Regions from separate parts of the Mus musculus genome. Here regions 1, 2, 4, 5, 6 and 7 are each linked to region 3. The links are chromatin contacts, called in public Hi-C, Micro-C and promoter capture Hi-C maps. All regions are on one chromosome and are shown on one strand. Each heading gives the region's core, a stretch centred on a gene start, on an enhancer-like site or on the middle of the called end of the contact. The rest is flanking DNA. Distances are from core to core; before and after follow the strand shown.

Evidence for each region. Promoter capture Hi-C pulls out the DNA fragments that hold promoters and counts their contacts. Hi-C and Micro-C count contacts between places; a contact is called where the count stands out from the background.
Region 1: a Micro-C map of embryonic stem cells shows a contact between it and region 3, with 8 times the contacts expected there. The contact joins the promoter of Tapt1 here to the promoter of Cpeb2 in region 3. A contact is called at or near these places in 1 of 39 promoter capture datasets (pre-B cells), 5 of 484 Hi-C or Micro-C datasets (CD4 T cells, CD8 T cells, embryonic stem cells and 1 more), 4 of 115 datasets of contacts at active chromatin or transcription factors (astrocytes, double positive thymocytes, large pre-B cells and 1 more) and 2 of 9 other capture datasets (adipose tissue and liver).
Region 2: a contact with region 3 is called in a Hi-C map of uterus, with 2.4 times the contacts expected there. The contact joins the enhancer-like site here to the promoter of Cpeb2 in region 3. A contact is called at or near these places in 1 of 39 promoter capture datasets (hippocampal neurons), 1 of 15 datasets of contacts at CTCF or cohesin (the NIH/3T3 cell line), 1 of 484 Hi-C or Micro-C datasets (uterus) and 5 of 115 datasets of contacts at active chromatin or transcription factors (acute myeloid leukemia, astrocytes, bone marrow-derived macrophages and 2 more).
Region 4: a contact with region 3 is called in a promoter capture Hi-C map of pre-B cells. The contact joins the promoter of Bst1 here to the promoter of Cpeb2 in region 3. A contact is called at or near these places in 1 of 39 promoter capture datasets (pre-B cells), 1 of 484 Hi-C or Micro-C datasets (embryonic stem cells) and 1 of 115 datasets of contacts at active chromatin or transcription factors (memory CD8 T cells).
Region 5: a Hi-C map of cortical neurons shows a contact between it and region 3, with 2.8 times the contacts expected there. The contact joins the enhancer-like site here to the promoter of Cpeb2 in region 3. A contact is called at or near these places in 5 of 39 promoter capture datasets (cranial neural crest, frontonasal cranial neural crest, hippocampal neurons and 2 more), 1 of 484 Hi-C or Micro-C datasets (cortical neurons) and 5 of 115 datasets of contacts at active chromatin or transcription factors (SST interneurons, craniofacial prominence, embryonic forebrain and 2 more).
Region 6: a contact with region 3 is called in a Micro-C map of embryonic stem cells, with 7 times the contacts expected there. The contact joins the promoter of Cd38 here to the promoter of Cpeb2 in region 3. A contact is called at or near these places in 2 of 484 Hi-C or Micro-C datasets (both in embryonic stem cells), 1 of 115 datasets of contacts at active chromatin or transcription factors (regulatory T cells) and 1 of 9 other capture datasets (liver).
Region 7: a contact with region 3 is called in a Hi-C map of ventral hippocampal neurons, with 4 times the contacts expected there. The contact joins the enhancer-like site here to the promoter of Cpeb2 in region 3. A contact is called at or near these places in 2 of 39 promoter capture datasets (cranial neural crest and hippocampal neurons), 4 of 484 Hi-C or Micro-C datasets (cerebral cortex, forebrain and ventral hippocampal neurons) and 4 of 115 datasets of contacts at active chromatin or transcription factors (SST interneurons, VIP interneurons, embryonic forebrain and 1 more).

What each region holds. Positions count from the first base shown.
Region 1 is chr5:44,225,245-44,227,944 of GRCm38.p6, forward strand. Tapt1 (transmembrane anterior posterior transformation 1) reads right to left here and starts at 1,362. Exons shown (of 14, transcript NM_173764.3): 1 at 1,170-1,362. The coding sequence starts at 1,359.
Region 2 is chr5:42,684,562-42,687,261 of GRCm38.p6, forward strand. No RefSeq gene overlaps it. Among named protein-coding and RNA genes, the nearest start is that of Gm40295, 160 kb to the left of the region's middle. Within about 2 kb of position 1,415, at least 23 of the 459 cell types and tissues checked have an H3K27ac peak or open chromatin away from gene starts, as enhancers often do. A contact at or near this core is called in uterus, where this site is marked.
Region 3 is chr5:43,232,002-43,234,701 of GRCm38.p6, forward strand. It overlaps Cpeb2 (cytoplasmic polyadenylation element binding protein 2), which reads left to right and starts at 1,252. Exons shown (of 12, transcript NM_001368806.1): 1 at 1,252-2,700. The coding sequence starts at 1,462. All of the region lies in intron 1 of Gm7854 (predicted gene 7854), which reads right to left.
Region 4 is chr5:43,817,469-43,820,168 of GRCm38.p6, forward strand. It overlaps Bst1 (bone marrow stromal cell antigen 1), which reads left to right and starts at 1,425. Exons shown (of 9, transcript NM_009763.3): 1 at 1,425-1,625. The coding sequence starts at 1,459.
Region 5 is chr5:42,386,835-42,389,534 of GRCm38.p6, forward strand. No RefSeq gene overlaps it. Among named protein-coding and RNA genes, the nearest start is that of Gm40295, 140 kb to the right of the region's middle. Within about 2 kb of position 1,322, at least 5 of the 459 cell types and tissues checked have an H3K27ac peak or open chromatin away from gene starts, as enhancers often do. A contact at or near this core is called in cortical neurons, where this site is marked.
Region 6 is chr5:43,867,515-43,870,214 of GRCm38.p6, forward strand. It overlaps Cd38 (CD38 antigen), which reads left to right and starts at 1,295. Exons shown (of 8, transcript NM_007646.5): 1 at 1,295-1,606. The coding sequence starts at 1,362.
Region 7 is chr5:42,238,038-42,240,737 of GRCm38.p6, forward strand. No RefSeq gene overlaps it. Among named protein-coding and RNA genes, the nearest start is that of Gm16223, 170 kb to the left of the region's middle. Within about 2 kb of position 1,429, at least 13 of the 459 cell types and tissues checked have an H3K27ac peak or open chromatin away from gene starts, as enhancers often do. A contact at or near this core is called in SST interneurons, cerebral cortex and ventral hippocampal neurons, where this site is marked.

The DNA of each region.
Region 1 (2,700 bases), core at 112-2,611, 990 kb after region 3:
GAAGACTTTGGTTTACTTAGGTATTGCCAATTTAGAAAGCAAACATTCCTGCAAGCAAGTGTTTAACTGACAACTAAACCAAATAGAAAATAAAGGGGGAAAAAAAAAACCAAACAAACAAGGCACACAGCTGGTGCCTGAGTTTTCAAAGATATGGAGACTGATGCAAAACTCTATGTCCAATTCTGAGAATTAGCAAGTCTATCAGGATCTATCCACCAGTCTTACAGACTTTTAGGACTCCTATAATTTCAATACCCATAGTGAATGGAGTCAACCTTATAACTTGAACGAGTATTTATATAAGCTGCAGGACCTTATTCCACTGCATTAGCTCAGAATAAGTTGGAAGAAATGTCATCAAGTTGCTGTCCAAGATCTTGGATCTACGATGCAAGAATTAAAATGCAATCACTATTATACCCAATGAAACGGCCAAGCCAAAACTTTCCCTTTTGCTTCCGGGCTTAATAGAACGCTTCAGTGTAAATACCAAAGCTGTTAAAAGTTCTTAATAAGATCCTTGAACACAGGGGATTGTAATATTTTAACAGTATGCTTCAGAGCTTATGGACAGTAGGGCTTAAAAGTGGTACGTATTTTCTTGTGTGACAAACTGTTTCTTCTGGCTTAAGTTTTAGTTTAGGAAAACTCCACATGTAACATTTTAAGGGGTGCCGCACATTTCTGTTTGAGAGAAAACTGCTGAACTTCACGGTCACGACCACACTGTCAGCTGAGTCTACGAAAAATGGATTCGGCGGGCAAGTTAACAGGTTTCCGAGACTCAACTTCGCATAAAACCATAGGGGGAAGAGTCACCTCGGCATTGACATCGCCTAGAAAGCCCTGCGTTTCCCATTTTTGACCTCCTTCGGATGTGGGAGATGCCTGTCACTGTTGAGGCCGGTCGCGAACTCTCGGGGACCGGGGACCGACGATCTCCCGGGCGCACCTGGCTCGGGGATGGCTGCGGGAACGTCGGGCCGCGCGCACTAGCCGCCGGGGTAGCTGTCACCGGCCGTGGGGACATGGGAGCCACCGGAGCCGCGGCCGCTCCGCGCGCAGAGGGAAGGCGCTGGCGTCCCCGCCACCACAGCCCGGTCGGCCCCTCGGTAGCCCGCCGCGGCCTAGTGCCGCCCGCCCGCCCGCTCGCTCGCTCGCCTCACCTGCGCGGCCGCGGCGCTTCTCCCGCCGCCGGTCGCTCTCGTAGAAGCCCAGCGTCTCGGTGTGTTGGGGCGCGGGCCCATGGCCGCCACCACCCGGCTGCTCCGCCTCGCCGCGGCCGGTCCGCTCGGGGCCGTCCGCGCCGCCACCGCCGCCTTCTCCCGGGGCGGCCGCGTCGCAGACGCCCGCCATGTTCCGAGAGCCACACACTGTCCCCGCCACCTCCCTCCAGCCGCCCGCCCGGCCTCCGCCTCCCGCCGGCCCCCTCGCCGCCTCGCCCCGCCCCTCGCCCGGGCAGCCGCCATCCGTAGCCCGCCGGCCGGCGCGCGCCATTGGCGTCAGCGGCGCGTGGGAGGCCGCGGTGGCCGCCGCCACGGCCGCCGCCATCTTCTTCCTGCCGTCGCCGTGGCGCGCGGCGGGCTCTGCGGACCGGGGCGCCGCGCCGGGCTCCATGCCGCCGGGTCGCGCGGTGGGGGACGGTGGGCGGCAGCGGGGCTCGGCGTGGTTGTCCGCGCGGCCGGAGCCCCTTGTGCCCGTGCGGTGGCCGGAGTGCGCCGGCGCGACCCGCCTGGCCTTGGCTGCACGGCGACTGGGGCCGGGCTCCAGCTCTGTGGCTCCCGCCGGCGCCGACCCGGTGGCTCTGCTGTCTTGGCTGCATCTCTCCTGCATATTTATGATCGTCTGTCACATTCCCTGTCCGTGGACAGTGTCCAAAGCCTAGCTCGGGGGAGCGTGCCAACAGGTGGGGGACTCGGCCCGACGGGCAAAGTGCTCGATGCGCCTAAAGCGCCGGGGACATTCTGGGTTGCCTTTCGGGAATAGGGTTATGTGACTGCGGGTGGCAGCCAAGGCGGCCTGGTTCTGTCAGATTGTCACCGCTTGCCGTGAGACTTGTGACCCTTACCCCCTCACTGGTAGTCACGGATAGCCGCGCTGAGACCAACGGATGCTCGCTGGGTGCAAATGAATCCGCCTCAGCCTTGGAAGACCTTCACCTGGGATTCCTACATTCTTGCTGTGCGCTCCTGTAACGCACGCGGTGGCCCCTGGATTGCCTTCATGCCCACTTCGGAATTAACCTGCATTGTGGCAACTTTTTAAATGAGTAGAAGCATAGCAAATACCTCTTCACTCTCTAAACTGCCCTACACTTAAGCCGAGAAGCGATGGAGCAGGCCTAGAACATCCAGGAGAGCCTTAGAGATGGAAAGCTAGATACCCGATTGCAAACTCCGCAACTTTTCTGTACTGTACTGCAGCAAGGCCATTTGACAGTAGGGCGGGATGAAGGGATAGGAGGGTTAAAGAGGAACTTGCAAAGTCCAAGAAATCCCAATCCCAATTCAATGTAAACTTTACATTGTGGAAAACCAAACACTGCAGAGAATATTATTTAAAGTCAGTTTGGTTTTATTTGGTAAAACTGGATCTTAAAAACAGTGCCCTTGACAAAGCTCCAGCATCATGAAAATCAAAAGACACAGAGTTTTATATACTGTAAGGTTTCCTCCAACCTAAGTTTATTATCTGTGT
Region 2 (2,700 bases), core at 165-2,664, 550 kb before region 3:
GGTTGGAGAGCAGAGGAATGGGGGAGGGGATAGGGGATTTTCAGAGGGGAAACTAGGAAAGGGGATAACATTTGAAATGTAAATAAAGAAAATATCTAATAAAAAAAGAAAATATTCTTTCATGTGTCTCCTTTAGCAAAACATCCCTTTACCTGTTTGCCACAGCAAAACATTAGTTGACATAACTGGCTTTCTAAGAAACCAGACGTTTCCACTTCACAATGAGTCATGGAAAAAAAATCCATGAAAATAAAAGGAAGCCTTGGAAAGAAGAGATTTGGTTAAAGAAAGGAGTATAAGTAAGGTACATGGAGGAAGAAGGGACTTTGATCAAGAAAATTATGTGCATGCATGTGTGTGCATCCAGGGATCCATCCCATAATCAGCCCCCAAACACTGACACTATTGCATACACTAGCAAGATTTTGCTGAAAGGACCCTGATATAGCTGTCTCTTGTGAGATTATGCCGGGGCCTAGCAAACACAGAAGTGGATGCTCACAGTCAGCTATTGGATGGATCACAGGGCCCCCAATGGACGAGCTAGAGAAAGTACCCCAGGAGCTAAAGGGATCTGCAACCCTATAGGTGGAACAACAATATGAACTAACCAGTACCCCCGGAGCTCGTGTCTCTAGCTGCATATGTATCAGAAGATGGCCTAGTCGGCCATCAGTGGAAAGAGTGGCCCATTGGTTGTGCAAACTTTATATGCCTCAGGACAGGGGAATGCCAGGGCCAAGAAGTGGGAGTGGGTGGGTAGGGGAGTGGGGGGGAGGGTATGGGGGGACTTTGGGGATAGCATTGGAAATGTAAATCAGGAAAATACCTAATAAAAAATTTTAAAAATTAAGAAATGATGGGATTATAAATCCGATACAAAAAAAATACATTAATTGAAATGAGTAAAAAAAATCACACTCCACTGACCCATCCAGACCTTCTTTAAGAAAGAAGCTGAGTTGTGCAATTTTGTTCCCAGTATCATGTAGTTTTCGTACTTGGCTACAGCATCAAGAAATCTTACGAAATAGTTCCTATTCAAATTAAGAAAGCATAGCAAAAGTCATTTTCTTTCCACTAAAACCTTTCCATTCCCTGCTACCACTTCCTACAGTGCTTCTCAACCCCAAACAACCTTCTCTCCCAAGCCCTCATGGGTTAGCATCAGCTCTGAGGATCCCCCTCCTCCAGTTGCAGATCATCACTGGCTGTCCTGAGCAGGGCCTGCCTCACCACACAGCTTTGTAATTGAACAGCTTCCAACAGTCCCTATCTCTGCCTGCAGACTCTGACTATGCTTACCTCATTAATAATCCCCATCAGGATGTCCTCCCTGCAGTCTCTCGGCCTTGATCCTTCCTCACAGCCAGGCTGAAAAAAAGTTTCAAGTTAGCAAGCAATAATCCTCCAGCCAGGGTGAACTGAGGACATTGCTGTCTCCAGGGTGGCTGTAGAGAATAGAAAAACACTCTTCACACAGATCAGCGAGCATCCCTCCGTGTAAAGAATACTAATGAGCAGAAAAAATAATCCATGACTTATATTGATTCAAAGCCTACTATGTGTCAGTTATTAATTACTGTGATATCACTGAATGGACATGATAGTATTTAAGTCTTATGACAGAATGAAGGAAGTAGGGTTAGGTACCTTATTGCATGGCTAACACTCTGAGGAGCAGAGAATACAAATGGCATAGCCAATGTCCCAGAGCCAGACCTGGCAAACAGATGCCCTGCCTGTAAATGCCTGTCTTACACCTTTAGTAAAAGTCATTCAGACATAAAAGGAGGCAATGGGTGAGTGAAACAGAGTATGGAGCTTGATGGGAGGTGTGAGGAAGAAAAACACCTGTGAGAGGCACTAAAACAACCATGGATGTTGATGCTGTTTTTGCTTTCAGCTAACAAACAGAAGGGAAATGTAGTTTATTCTGGATCCAAATGTGAGTGGTCATGATCTGAAAATTCAGGTTCAGCTCAACTCATACTGCATTTCAAGGCAGCCATAGGTTCATGAAATTTATCTAATTGTAAGGTAAAAGATGGTGATAAATCAAGACACTTCAAATACGTTGGAAGGAACACCAGGCATGCAATTGCAACAAAACATGAAAGTCTTGACTGTAGGTTTCAGATGCTGTCTGAAGTCATCCTTAGCTTCTGGGTTTATGTCTGTTAGGATACTCTCAAAGGTGTTCATGGAGATGGATAATGAAGGACTATGAGAGGGTCTAAAAATAGGACAGAATAAATGACTGCATCTGCAATATTCCAACACACCATAATCACGAAGTTCTAATCAGTCAGTTGGACTTGCAGAATCTTTAACACAGGTGTGGGTTTTTTTTTTCCCCTCTGAGAACTTCTAGTCATACAGGGGTGCAGAAAAGATTGCTCGGCTGTGAACTCTCTAATAAGATATCACACCTCAGGATGCACACAAATACCTACCATGTTCACTGCCCACGATCTTTCTGCTCCACTAGACTTTGCTTTCCACTGAATGCAAGGCTTTATTCATTAACATAAACCACAGAAAGTTAGCACATAGGAATCATAAAATGCCCATAGGCTGAAAGCTATAGGAGATACCAAAAGACACAAAACCACCCTGTTCACACCACTGGAATAAACAGAATATTGAAACTGAAAGAAGGCAACATTGTGCCAAAGGGAAGACCTCTAGGAAGAACAG
Region 3 (2,700 bases), core at 2-2,501:
AGGGGCTTCAGAAAGACATCTACCTAACTTCCTTAAGAGACTAGTAAGTTACAACATCATTAGTCCAGTCTGAATCAACTTTCTGCAAACTGTTGAGATTTCAGTAGGTATTTCTGGAATCCATTCAGTAATTTCAGTTTTCTAAGCACCAGGAAAACTTAAAAATAAAAACTAAGAACATACAATTCTTTATTATGTCGTGTGGATCAGTTATCATTGGACTAAACAGTCAAGTGTGGTTTTCTCTGTGTAAAATGTTCCTGTGGGGAGGAATTACACTGGATTAAGTCCCCATCCAGCGCTCCTCTGTCTACATGGAAAGCCTTTCCCCTTCCACTTTACAAGCCTCAACAAGTCCGCTGCTGAGTCACAATCTCCTTTCCCCCCTGATGTGAGAAATCTTTCTCCCTTGAAAATTAATAAAGCTTCGGAAATGTTCCGATGAGAGTCTCCCGGGGGAAGGAAGCCAGAAAGAACTTGTAGAGGAGGAGTCCGGCACCCCTGGGTTGTGGTGACAGCGCACCCAGGGCTTGCAGCAGCGGGGCCAGGAGGAGCTGGTCTCAGAACCTACTCAGAGCTCTCCTGCGCGAGTAACCACGCAGAGCCCTGTCGGCTCCCAGACTTTGTTCCCCTTGCTGAAGTGGAAATGTTTGCTGCAAAAGGCGCCGGTGTTTCGCGTTTTACTCTTAAAAAACAAACAAAAAAAAATGCCTTCCAGCGGTGGCAAGGGTGGGTGACAGCACGCGCGGCTCGCACCCGACCACAGAGCATGGGACCTTCTAGAGTCCTGCAAGCTTAGCGCCCTAGTCCTGCTAGCAGGTCTGGGACAGCGGCACTTCACGTGACCCCAGGGGCTGGGACAGGGCGGGGCCTGAGGAGGGGGCGCGTGCGACAGGGGACAGGAGGGGCGGTTGCCCAGGAACCGTCCGCAACGCCCGCGCGTGCTCGCCTCCGTGCGCACGCGCACGGTGCTCGAGACCCATTAGCCGTCTCCCCAACTTCCACCGGCTTTTTTTTCACCCCCTTGGGCTCCATTCAAGGTCCTGGACTGAGGGACGCGCCGCGCGCGCCCGCTGCCTCGCAGGGTCCACAACGCACGCTAATGAGGGGCGGGGCGGGGCGAGGCCGGCGGCGGCGGCGGCGGCGCGCTCGCGCGTGCCAGGGCGCGCGACAAGGGGCGGCGCGATTGTGAGGTGGCTGCTGACGCACGTTCCGGGGTTCTTAAGCGGCGAGGGCGGCGGCGGCCGAGGCAGCGGCGGTGGTGCCGGAGCCGGTTCCGGGAGGCGGCGGTGGCCTCCGTGAGGGGCGGCGGGGCCCCAAGTCGGTGCCCCGGCTCAGTCACAGTGTCCCTTTCCCATTGACCCCATCCTTCCACCACGGCCGCGCCGCCACGGCTCCCGGGGCTTTCTAGGCGGGGCAGGGGACGGGGTGCGTCTCCTGCCGCGGCCGCCGGCCTGATAAATGCGGGACTTCGGGTTCGGGGTGCTGCACACTGCCCTGCTGCGCAGCGGCAGCCCACGATCCTCGCCCGGCGGCAGCGCCTACCGGCCCTTCGCCGCCGGGCCGCCCGCCACGCCCTTCGGCCCGCTGTCGCCGCCGCCGTTGCCTGTCACCGGCTTCTCCGAGGCCGCCTCCCCCTTCGCCATCCCCTCGGGCGGCGGCGCGGCCAGCTCAGCCGCAGCTTCCTCTTCCTCCCCGCTCGTGGCGCATCCCCAGGCCGTGCAGGATGAGCTACTGCTCGGGCTGACACAGCAGCCGACGAGGCCGCTCTCGGGGGCGGCGGCCGCAGAGCAGCTCCCCAGCCACCACCCCGGCGGCGGCACGAACGCGGGTGTGACCCACCTCCTCCCCTCCCAGGACTTCAAACCGAGTCTGCACCACCCCTCCTCCTCCTCCGCCTCCTCCTGCTGCTGCTGCCGCACCTCCTCCCCGCAGGACTTCAGTAAGCGGCAGCAGCAGCAGCTGAGCAGCCAGAAGAGGAAAGAGTTGAGCCCGCCACACCGTCCCCACCCTCCGGACGCGAAGCCGCCGCCGCCGCCGCCGCCGCTCCACTGCCCCGGCCGCTTCAGCCCAACACCGCCAACGCCGCCACCACCGCCCGGGCCGCTCCTGCAGTCGGCGCCGCTCGCCCAGCGCTCTCAGCCGTTCAGCCTCCCGCACACGCAGCACCTCCCGCCGCAGGACTTCGCCCAGCGGCAGCGCCCGGTCGACCTGCCCCAGCTCCCGCAGCTCCCGCCCTCGCCGCCCGCAGCTCCGCGGCGCCGCCACGGAGGCGCGGGAAGCCCTCGCCAGACCCCGGCCGCGGGCGAGGGCAGCGCCGCCGAGCCCCCCAATGCGGGCTTGCCCCCCTCGACGCCGCCGGTGAACCCCGCGCCGGGCTCCATGGAGTCGCCCAACCACCCTCTGCTCAACAGCCCCAGCACCCTCCTGCCCGGCGCGGCGCTCGGCACCAGCGCCTTCAGCAGCCTGCAGAGCCCGGACCTGCCGCACCCCGGCGGCGGCGGGGGCGGGGGACCCCCCGGAGGGGGAGGCGGCTCCGCGTCTCCCCCACCGCTGCCCGGCTTCGGCACCCCCTGGTCGGTGCAGACCGCGTCGCCGCCGCCGCCCCAGCCTCCGCCGGCGACCCAGCAGCAGCCACCCCAGCAGCCGCAGCCGCCCCAGCAGCCGCCGCAACCACAGCCCCCGGGCTCCTCGGCTGCC
Region 4 (2,700 bases), core at 175-2,674, 590 kb after region 3:
TAACACTACGCTAGAAATGGCTAGCAACACACTTGCAGTTTCTGTGTCATCTGCTGAGTTGCTTTCCCGTCCAGAGAAATTCCACAGGTTGTCACAGAAGTATAGAAAGCGCAGTGAAAAGTTTCCCTTTGACAAGGAAGCCCACTGAGTAGCTGATCTCTTGAAACATTTGATTCAGATATTGGAATTACTCATACTGACCTGCTCTAGCACAACACAGTATGTTGGGTTTTCCCAAAAGAAAGTAGTTGGCGGGGCTTAGGAATTCAGGAAAGAAATTCACATTTTCCTCACAGGAAAAAAAAATCTCACTTAGGAAATTGTTTTTGAAAATGATCTTTGTGTAACAATCTTGGCATATTATAGTGATTGGTTTTTTGGGGGTTTTGGGGACTTTTGGGGTTGCTGTTTATTTACTTTTTTTGGCAATTTCTTTTTTAAAGAAAGATTTTTTTATTTACATTTCAAATATTATCCCCTTTCCTGGTTTCCCCTCTGAAAATTCCCTCTCCCCTCTCCCCTCCCCCTGCTCCCTAACCCTCTCACTCCCATTCCTGGTCCTGATATTCCCTTATACTGGGGCATAGAGCCTTCACTACCATGCAAGGCAATCATCACAGAACTCCAGAATATGAGTGTAAACATCTCTAATGGGTATTTTGGCTTCATTGGAGTTATCCTTTGGTCTTCAAAAATTCACATCCATCCTACATGATAAATTCCTTTACCTAACCTACCGTCCCCTACAATTATGAACTTATTTTAGTATCAATTCAAGTCCCCAAATCTCACATCTAAACTGCCTAAATTACAAAGGAGTGTAGCTCTGACCGTACTGTATTCTCAGACAAAGTTATCTGTGAGCACTTGGAAAACTAGAAAACAAGCCCTGTGCTCCAGAATCCATGGGGCAGGTGTAAGTGATGCCTGTGGACGATGTCCCTCACAAAGGAAGAAAAGGAAAGACAAAACAGGCACCAGTCAGTCACATCCAGAGTCCACCCAGACAAACTCCCTAAGAGTCAACTTAGGAATGGCATGTGATTCTTGTCTGTGCCCTTGTGCCTTCGGCTTTTCTCAAAGCCATCAATTTTCACTAAGGGTAGCACATGTCTCTCCTGGAAAGACTGTGTGAACCAGGACAGAATTTAAGTTTGCTTAGGGCTCACATGGTAACAGATTTCTATAGAGGTGTGTGTGTGTGTGTGTGTGTGTGTGTGCGCGCGCGCGCTTCAAATTCCCATTCCCTTTGGGGTCCCTCCACGAGGCGTCTTTTGCCAGGCAATGCCCTAAGTTTAATTTCTGTCGTAATGGAAGAGGAAAGAGGATGGGAGGTGGGCTGGCTTGGCATCTGGATGAGTCCTGCCAAAGCTCAGCTAAGGGGAACCGCCTCCTCAGTGGAAGAGGAACTGGGAGGAGTCCAAGAGGCCACGGGCTAGAGGAATCAAAGTCTTCTTGATGGCTGTCCAGGGAGGCCTGTTGTCTCTGTGGCTGTGGCTATGGCTGTCCTTGCTGACAGTGCTTCTGGGGGCAAGAGCGCGGTGGACAGGGGAGGGTACCACTCCTCACCTCCAGAGCATCTTCCTGGGCCGCTGCGCAGAGTACACCACGCTGCTGAGCCTGGGGTAAGTGCTAAGCCAGACAGTGAAAAGGCAGAAGGGTGGGGTGAGGTGAGGGCTTTGGAAAGTCAGGTGGAGGGACTAGCGGGACTCCATGCAGGTGATGTGTATGTAGGTGATTCTTAGGGACAAGATCCCCTGTGCAGGGGATTTCCAGACCCGGGAGGAAACTGCTAAGGCTGCCCCTGTGGGTGTAGAGGTGAGGAGAAAGCTGTAATGCGACACCAGTCTAGAGGTGAATTTGAGTGAAAGAGCCTTGCCTACTATCAACAACTGCCAGTTTGGGTATTTTGAGCACCACTTGGGAATTAGCTCCCCTTGTCCCATCTAGAGGATTCTGGTTCCCCCTACCTTGTGCACACTGTGTTTCCTATTGAAATAATTTCCTTCTCTGGATCTGCTTTTTTGTGTTGTTACACCACTCTTTCTCATGCCAGTTGTTTTTAATTGGGATGCAGCTCAATAAAATAAAATGAGAGAATAACATAAGAAGTCAGGTTGGTCATTGTCACCAAAGGTAGGACAACATGACCATTGCTATAGAACGTGATTTTGAAAGGCGTCCTGGACCTCAGGAGTGAAAACTGGCCCCAGAAGCCACTCTGACTCAGTAGAGGAAACTGCTCCCAACACTTGGCATCCACTCCTATCTTCCCAAGTCTTGCCTCCTGACTTGACCTCAGTGGGCCCAGAGACTCGCCCTCTAATGAACCTGAACAAGGAGCTCCACTCTTGTGTCTTAATGAATAGGCGAAAGCCAGAGGTGTGGTTCAGTGCTAGAACAGTTGACTACATGATACATGTGCAGTACCTCCACCACAGACAGAGGGGGGGGAAGGGGGAGGGGAGGGGAAGGGGGAGGGGGAGGGAGAGGGGGACGGAGAGGGAGGGGGGAGGGAGAGGGAGAAGGAGAGTTCTGAAAACCAGAAGTTTCCTGGTTTATTGACATTGAAATTGTCACTTTCTAGCATCACTTTTATCTGTGGCCTTGTCTGCTTCTGTCATAAGTCTGGAGGTGGGGATGGGGTAGGGGACTGCTTTCCTTAAACTGGAGAACTCTGTTTTGTTGTGTGCACAGAAT
Region 5 (2,700 bases), core at 72-2,571, 850 kb before region 3:
ACAGGAGGTGGGTCTCTCAGATGCATTGGAGTTTGGGACTTCTATGGTTATGGGACACCTATAAGGTACCAACAGTCTTGTGGTTTTGTTCCTGCCATGTCCAGCTTATTCTCAGTGACTATAGAAATTGCTGTGTAAACTGGGGCACTCTTGAGAGCAAAATGAATGCTATTAATAACTACACATGGACAATAGACCTAAACTTGAATGGACTTGAACAAAATGAAGAAGCATTGCTCCAGACATGTGTTCTCAAAGATTAATCACTTTGAGTCAATTCTCTGAGCTCAAGACAAAGCCTGAAACAGTCACTGATCTTGCCAGAAGTTGACAGCTGAGGACATTCTGTCTTTTCATTTTATAAGAGCCAGGACACTTTATCATTGTGCATAGCTGGGCTGTGAATGTGTCAAAACTCAAAGCAACATGAATATGTGTGAGTCTAGACTTCCTCCTGACTCCAAGAGAATGACAGCTCCATCTTGGGAGGAGCATGATAAAAAGGTCTGATGATGAAGATATGTTTTAGTGACCTTGGGGTTTTTGGGGTATATGGACTGAGCTAATCTCAGAATATCTTCAGGGAATTAAAGCCAAAAAGAAGCCGGACAAGGAACATGAGAGGAAGTGGCTAGTGCCACTACCATTACTGACTTATTTTAAGTAGGACAGGAGGAAAAACTTATTTTTCTTTGTGCCAGTTCCTTTTGCACATCTTCAGAACATTCCAAGACAGCCCAGCATGGAATTTTGCATTGTCAGTGAAGTCCTGACAAGAAAGGTCAGGCAAGAAGAAATTGAGCCAGAATACTACCTGGGACTATTTCCCAGAGTTTTGCATTCTCAAAGTGAAAAAGAAGATTAGAAGACTCCTCTACCAAGGGTAATTGTCTTTTGTGCTCTACCCATTTTCTCTGATGGCAAAAAGAAAAGGGATGGGTATTTATATTGTGTAGGAGTCTTCCCATGTGAAAGAATTTAGTCAGGTAATCAAAACCATGGTCAATGACTCTAGTTCATGTTGGGTCTATCTGGGTGTTAAACACAAGCATCAGTCTCCAGACCAGCAAACTTACTCCTTTTGTTTTGTTTGTTTGTTTTGTTTTTTTTTATACCATTTCTCTGAGCCATTTAGATCAACAGGGATGTGTCTATAGTTACTATGTGTAACATTACAATGGTCTTTCTAAAATCTCAGTGATTCTAACAGCAACTGAGATAGATGTTCAAGAACCTTGAAAGGCCACGCAGTCATTGTTAGCATGCTGGGTGTATGTGTGGGAGGTGCAGTAAAATCCTTCTCAGTCCTTTTAAGGAGCTTCAGCTTGTCTGCCTCAGGCTGGGAATCCAGCTCAGTTCAGAGGATTGCAGTCTCTGCTCTCAGAGGAGCACTGTGGCTTTATCTGCAGGGAATGGAGGCTTCTGACTCTTGTTCTCATGACCTTCCTCTTGGTTGCATCCTCTTCTTATCTGATTGGTTAAATACTTTATCATGTACAAGGACTAGAATAAATCCCTCTCTTTCTATTTTTCCATCCTCCTCCTCCTCCTCCATGGGACCATGGTGTTTGGTTGCTAGGCAACTCCACTGTGTGTATATTTGTGTGCTATGTGTAAGTTTCATGAATCTGTATACAAGTGTGTAGTGTTATGTATATGTGGCTATGTGATGCATATACACATATGTTATGAATGCAGTTATGAATATAGTTGTGCTGATTGTGGTATGCATGTTTTTTTGGATATGTGTTTTACACACATATCTGTTTCATATGTGTCCATGTTGTATGGTATATAAGATGTGCATGTTATGTGAGTTGTATATGTAAGTTTTATATCAACATATTCCATAGATAATATTGAATAACCTCCTATTTTCATTTCCCTTTATGGGTTTGCCCTATGTTAGATGGTTTGTCCTAGGGTTGGGAGGTGAGATGAGATCCTACTTCTCCAGGTATCTCTGAGTGTTGAAGTGGATAGTATGATTCTCAACTTACTGAATAACTCATTGTTTCTCCACAAATGACTGCCTGCTTTCTGTTAGCTTATCAAGAATTTTTCTTGTCTAGGCTTCTCCTGGGGGCCCTCCAACCTTTCTGCACTTTCATTATGAGTTGTAAACTCTTGTTCTTAATGATCTTTATTTTCCAGCTATTGCTTCAACTACAGAGATACACCAGGCAGCACTATCTTGAAAATGTCCTCCCACTATTAACAGATACCCTAACAACCAATTTCCTGGACATGTTTTAACTTTGTATTATAGAAATGATGCAATTATAAGCAATTTTGAATATCACTTTCTGTTTGAAATTCATTTTTTAATCCAATACTGCAGGGCTTCATGATTTTTCTCCATTTTTCTTTTCTCTGCCACTCATTATAAAGAATAGATTGCCAGCATCCCTCCTTCCTGTTCTGTGGTTATTGTCACCGGATAACCCATGTCTGCACATTCCACCTCAAGTGCTTCCTCTTGAATGATGCTCACATGTTCTAGACCAGCCCAGGCTCCCCTGGGTGCCAGTCAGCCTGTATCAGCCTCACATGTACAGAGCAGCAAATCCCCCATCATCACCTGCTGTATGCCGTCCTTTCCTTCCTATCCATTACAGTGCCACCACTCAGCCAGAAGACCAGGAGGAGTATTTGCCCTCTCCTGGTAAGAAATGATTTCCTTCAGAGGGTTGAACTGAG
Region 6 (2,700 bases), core at 45-2,544, 640 kb after region 3:
TTGGGGCCCCAGGGAGTGAGGAAGTCTGGTGGGGTGGGGGGTAGGGATAGGGGTGGGGACATCCTCTTGGAGAGGGGGTGGGGAGGAGGAGGTGAGGGAATGTACCAGGAGGGAGATGAAGTCTGGACTGTAAAAAAAGATTAAAGAATGTATTTTTAAAAAAGAAAAAGAAAACACAGGAAAAAAAAGAAAGAGAGGGAGAGAGGCACACAAAATGAATAAGCAAAATGACAGCAAACGTTTAAAAAAAAATGAAATGCACAGTCTAAAAAAGTCCTCCTGACATACGGAGCTGCAGAGACTTACTCTCCTGCTGCCTTCGGAAGGATTCTCTGTCATCCTGTAGTATAGCTGCAATGCTGCTTTCCCGCATCTTAAAACAGAACAAGGGGCTTTCCTGCCCCAGCTCTTGCATCCAGTACCCTCTGCCTGAAAAGTGTCCCGTGAAAATCCTGTGTCATGATCCATTCTGTGACAAGTCTCTGTTTAAGCAGAAGAGTGCGGGGTCTTCTTGGGAAGGAGAGCCAGGAAGAGCCTTTGTATTTGGGGTTCCCATGTGGGATGAAGTATTACTGCACATGAGATGGGTTGCGAGCATCCTATCAACTCTAAAATCCTACCTTTGTCAACCCCCTAGAGTAAGCAGCAATAACTTACATTTATTGAGTAATCGGTTGTTATGTCTTAGGGATTATGCTAAACACCTAGGAGGTATTAAGCCATCTAATCAAAGCAAGCTTTGATGTAATGAATGTGAGGCTCTGCTCACATCTATCTAGTTCAGAGAGGTAAGTTTATCTTAACAGCACTTTACCATCTGGGGCTGGGTTTGAACTGATACCTCCTGAGAAGAGGGGCAGAGTAAAGCTGAGACTTTAAAGATACTTGGGCAGGATTTTTATCAAAGCTCAGAAGTAGAGGTAAGCAGGCCATTCATTGCCAGGCATTTGGGTGAACAGAGAGAGAGAGGGAGGGAGGAGAGGGAGAGGGAGAATAATTTTACACACACACATACACACACACCTGAGCATAAGTAGCAAACATGTCAAGTGTCAAGGTTGTTGGTCAGGAGTATTCTGAAGCTGTTGTTTGTGTACCAGCAGAGGCTAAAGTGCTGTCTTCTCTTGGAGAGAGAGGTTCTGGTCAGTTTGCTCTGGAGTCTGGAAGTAAGCAGTTGGAGTGCCTGTTGACAACCCAAGAGCCTTATTAGTCCAGTCACCTCCGTGGAACTTTGGAGCAGGAGTAGGGGGTGGGAAAGGAAGCAGATAAAAGCAAGTGAAAAAAAGGAGGAGGGGCAGGCTCTGACCCAGTCAGCCCTGTGCTCTCTTCCTGCCTAGCCTGGGCCAGTCTTCGGGAGCCCAATGGCTAACTATGAATTTAGCCAGGTGTCTGGGGACAGACCTGGCTGCCGCCTCTCTAGGAAAGCCCAGATCGGTCTCGGAGTGGGTCTCCTGGTCCTGATCGCCTTGGTAGTAGGGATCGTGGTCATACTTCTGAGGCCGCGCTCACTCCTGGTGTGGACTGGAGAGCCTACCACGAAGCACTTTTCTGACATCTTCCTGGGACGCTGCCTCATCTACACTCAGATCCTCCGGCCGGAGATGAGGTGAGTTGGCTTCTGAGGCTCACTCTAGGCACAGTGCGCAGCGGGACACCGGGGAAGCAGGCTGTGACTCAGCTGGAGCTCTCGCGGCGGGGGGGAATCTTCCAGATTGTCCCAAACAAAGAATCTTGTGTTGTGGATCAGCTGGAAGCCGAAGGGCAGTGCTGAGCGGAAGGTCTCCTGTTCAAGTTACCAGAACACCGCCTGCACAATGCCTCCTCCGTTTTGGCAGTGTCTGTGATGGGGGCGCCGATCCTTGCTGAGCTCTGCAAAGATGCTCGCTTCCCACAGAGGGTCCTGAACTCTGAAGGAACCCTTAGGGCTATCTTTGGCCACAGCCATGCTTCTGGGACAAAGATTACTCTCAGGCACAGGAACTTCACATTGTCTTTTGGCTTGTGGTTTCCATCAGACACCGCCCCTGCCCAGAAAGTTAAGGTCACAGGCGACATTTAACTAGGTGGCTTGCTCAGCTTGCTGTGGGGGTGGAAGGGGCCAGGAGGATTTTTGTGAATTCAAGGTTAACAAGGGCTGCACAGCAACATTGTAAATTCCAGGACAAGCTTGGGTTACAAAGAGAGACCTGACTCAAAATAAGTTAATTAATTTTAATTAATTACAACACAAAGAAAACAAAAAACAAGCCCAAACAGCATCCTGGTCTTTTTTTTTTTTTGCACCTGATCATTAATAAAAACAAAACAAGACAGACTGTCAAAACTGAAATATTACTCATCAGGTAAGCGAAATCCACTTGGTGATCCTGTGTAGACCCTTGGGAACATCATCTTCATTGGTCAATAGAGTCAGCCCATAGAACCCCTTCCACCCACTACCTGCCCCAGAGGGAATGATTTATGTTGCTTCTCCCTGGCATCATTTTAACGTAGAACTGATTTCTGAAGTCAAACAGAAAGCCCAGCAGGCTGGGAAGGCACACGCAGAAACCCAACTTCACATTCTGTCTTCAGATGCACACACTTCCCGGGTGCTCGAATGCTCAGTGGTTTGGGTCCTGGTCTTACTTGAAAATGTTGGAGTATAAACACTCTCAGGGTCCTGATAAATATTTTGTTTACAGATGTTTAAATGATATT
Region 7 (2,700 bases), core at 179-2,678, 990 kb before region 3:
TCTGATATCTGAACTTTCTGAATAGAAAATTGTCATGATTTCTAAAGTGCTTAGCAAACCTACTATGTGGCAGCTGTAGTTAGTCGTTTTACATTTAGTATTTCTTTGAGTCTTTGCAACAATGTCATCAAGTTAACAATCATTTGCCAATAAACAGAAGGAAGTATATGAGTGGCCACATTTTGGCTTCTAATCAGAGCCTATGTATAGTTACCTATTGAGTCTAATGAAGACTATCACAATGATACATCCCAAGCTCTACCCATTACTCTTCATGCTGCCTTTGGCTTTAGAGATTTATCATACCCTTCAGTAACACCCTTGGTACTTAGGATAACAACAATGAACTTACTGCTTGGTATGACAGCAAAGACAAGACACTAAAGCTCCTCTTGGTTCACCATGCAGACATCGACTAATCAATCAGCCACTTGTTATCACTATTAAGGACCCCCAAATCTCCCTGTCATTTGACTGTGCTGAGGTCACAAATCTTAGAGCTTTGAACTAGAGATAAGTAACTAACTGAGCTTCTACCTAAGTGTTGGGCTTCAACTTTCTAGAATATTCTCTTTACCACTCTCTTCTCCAGATTTGTCTTCTTTGGGATGCTATCTATCATCAAAAAGGACTGGGGAAGGACTCTGATTCCTGTATCCATTGCATCTTGAGTTCTGCACCTCTGGATTGCTCAGTTTTGGTTAATCGTTGTTTCTCTTTCACCTCAGCAGAATTTGGGGTCCTAGTAGGAAGAGATGATATTTTACTCTCTTACCACCAATGTGTACCGTTTCATTGTAATTCATAGGAGGTGTGGATGGGATGGGTGTGGGAATGACTAGATTAGGCAAGAACCACATCTCAGCTCATCCATTCTTTCCCATGTATCCACATGGAGTTTTGCATATAGCACTGCAGGCTTCTTCCTGTGTCTTAGTCAATTCACGAATCACCCAATGTATCTTCTCCCTTTATCATGATGTTAGAGTGTGAAAAACTGAGAAGGAAGGCAAATTCTATGAGGGGAGAGAGTGACACAAAAGAGTATCCAGGAATGAGATAATCTCACAGCAGAATACATAGCTTCATCTCATAGATCGGGAAACAGAGACTAGAGGGATAGTTCCCTGATTGCCATCCCCGTGTCCTTCTGCTAGACTACAGATCTTACAACAGTGACATCTGTAACATAGAGGCAACAACAACATCCTGGGTCGTTTCCAAAGGCGACATCTCATTGTCAGAGTGAAGGAGTCATGGGTAGAAATTTAAATAAATAAATAAAAAATAAATAGAAAATCCCTGATTTCAATTCAGCCTCTCACTTGCGGGAGTGACTCAGGCTAATTTTACACACAGCATGTTTTCCTTTCAGATCTCTCATCCGATCTGTTCCCTGTTCTCCTAGATTGCATAAGGGAATGATGAATTCTGTGACTAGATCCGAACTTCCCTAGGCCTAAAATAATCACTGTTCTGTTTTCCACAGGAGATGAAGATATATATATTAGGAATTTAACATTCTTTGAACATCCACTTTAGAAACAGGAGACATTCGCGCAGCAGGTGGGGCTTGCAAAGGAAATTTCTAATCAGATGTTCACACAGAAAGTAATTAACTTTAGGAAAAGTGTCTTCCCTATAAGGCCCCAGAGGCTTCAAAAAAGCCTTCCTCACACTGAACTCTCCAGGAGCCTGTTTTGTCAATGCCTCCTGGTGGGCTTCAGAGTCTAAAGAAAAGCTAGAAAACAAGTCCAGCTGCCCCCGTAGATCCCAGCTTGGTGATTGAGTGCTGTGGACCAAGAGCTCCTCTGCATATCTTCTCCATGGCTCTGCTCAAACCCCCTCAAGGTTTGGTTTCTTGTGTCTTCACTTGGCTCTGGGTTCTGCCCACTTGTTCATGTGGGCAGCAACCTTACTTAATTTACTAGCCACTCCTTTTAGGAAAACCAAGTGGGAGAAAAGCTGACAATTCATTTTGTAGTTGGCATGCCCTGAATCTGTGGTTCTAAGACTGCCTATCTGTGCTGCTTTGGGCAAGAGACAGGCTCTTTAAGAATCTTAGCTTATTGAGCATCCCTTGGATGCTACTAAATGTGCTAGATACTTCACTGAAAAACAGACTGTGCTTACTGTCTGCTCTCTCTATCTAAGCAGACCATTTATTTAATTGTATCTATTGGGAGATGGGAGTTCAGACAGGTCCTTTCTATATAGCCCTGGCTTTCCTGAAACTCAGTATCTTACTGGCCTCAAACTCACAGAGATCTGTGTGTTTCTGCCTCCTGAGTGCTGGGGTTCAAGGCATTAGTCACCTCATATAGCTCAGCAGACCATTTACATGATGTCCTATGTCCTTCCAGTCTGTTTGTAGTAGAAGTCTATTTTGATACATTTTGGTTACTGTATCAGCTTCCTAGGGCTGCAGTAACAAAATACTGTGGACGGATAGTTCCAGGTGATAGAACTGTACTGACTCATCCTTCTTTACGCTAGAAGACTTACATCAAAATGATGACTGTGCTAATGCCAATGCAAAGGAATTAGTGCTTTTCCCAGCTTCCAGTGGCTTTCCAGTAACCTTCTTGGAATTGTATAATTCTCATCCTAGCTTTCCTTGTCATGTGGAGTTCCCCATGCCTGTCTGGCTACCTGTGACTGTATTCATTTAAAGATACTAGTCACCCATAAAAGCCCACC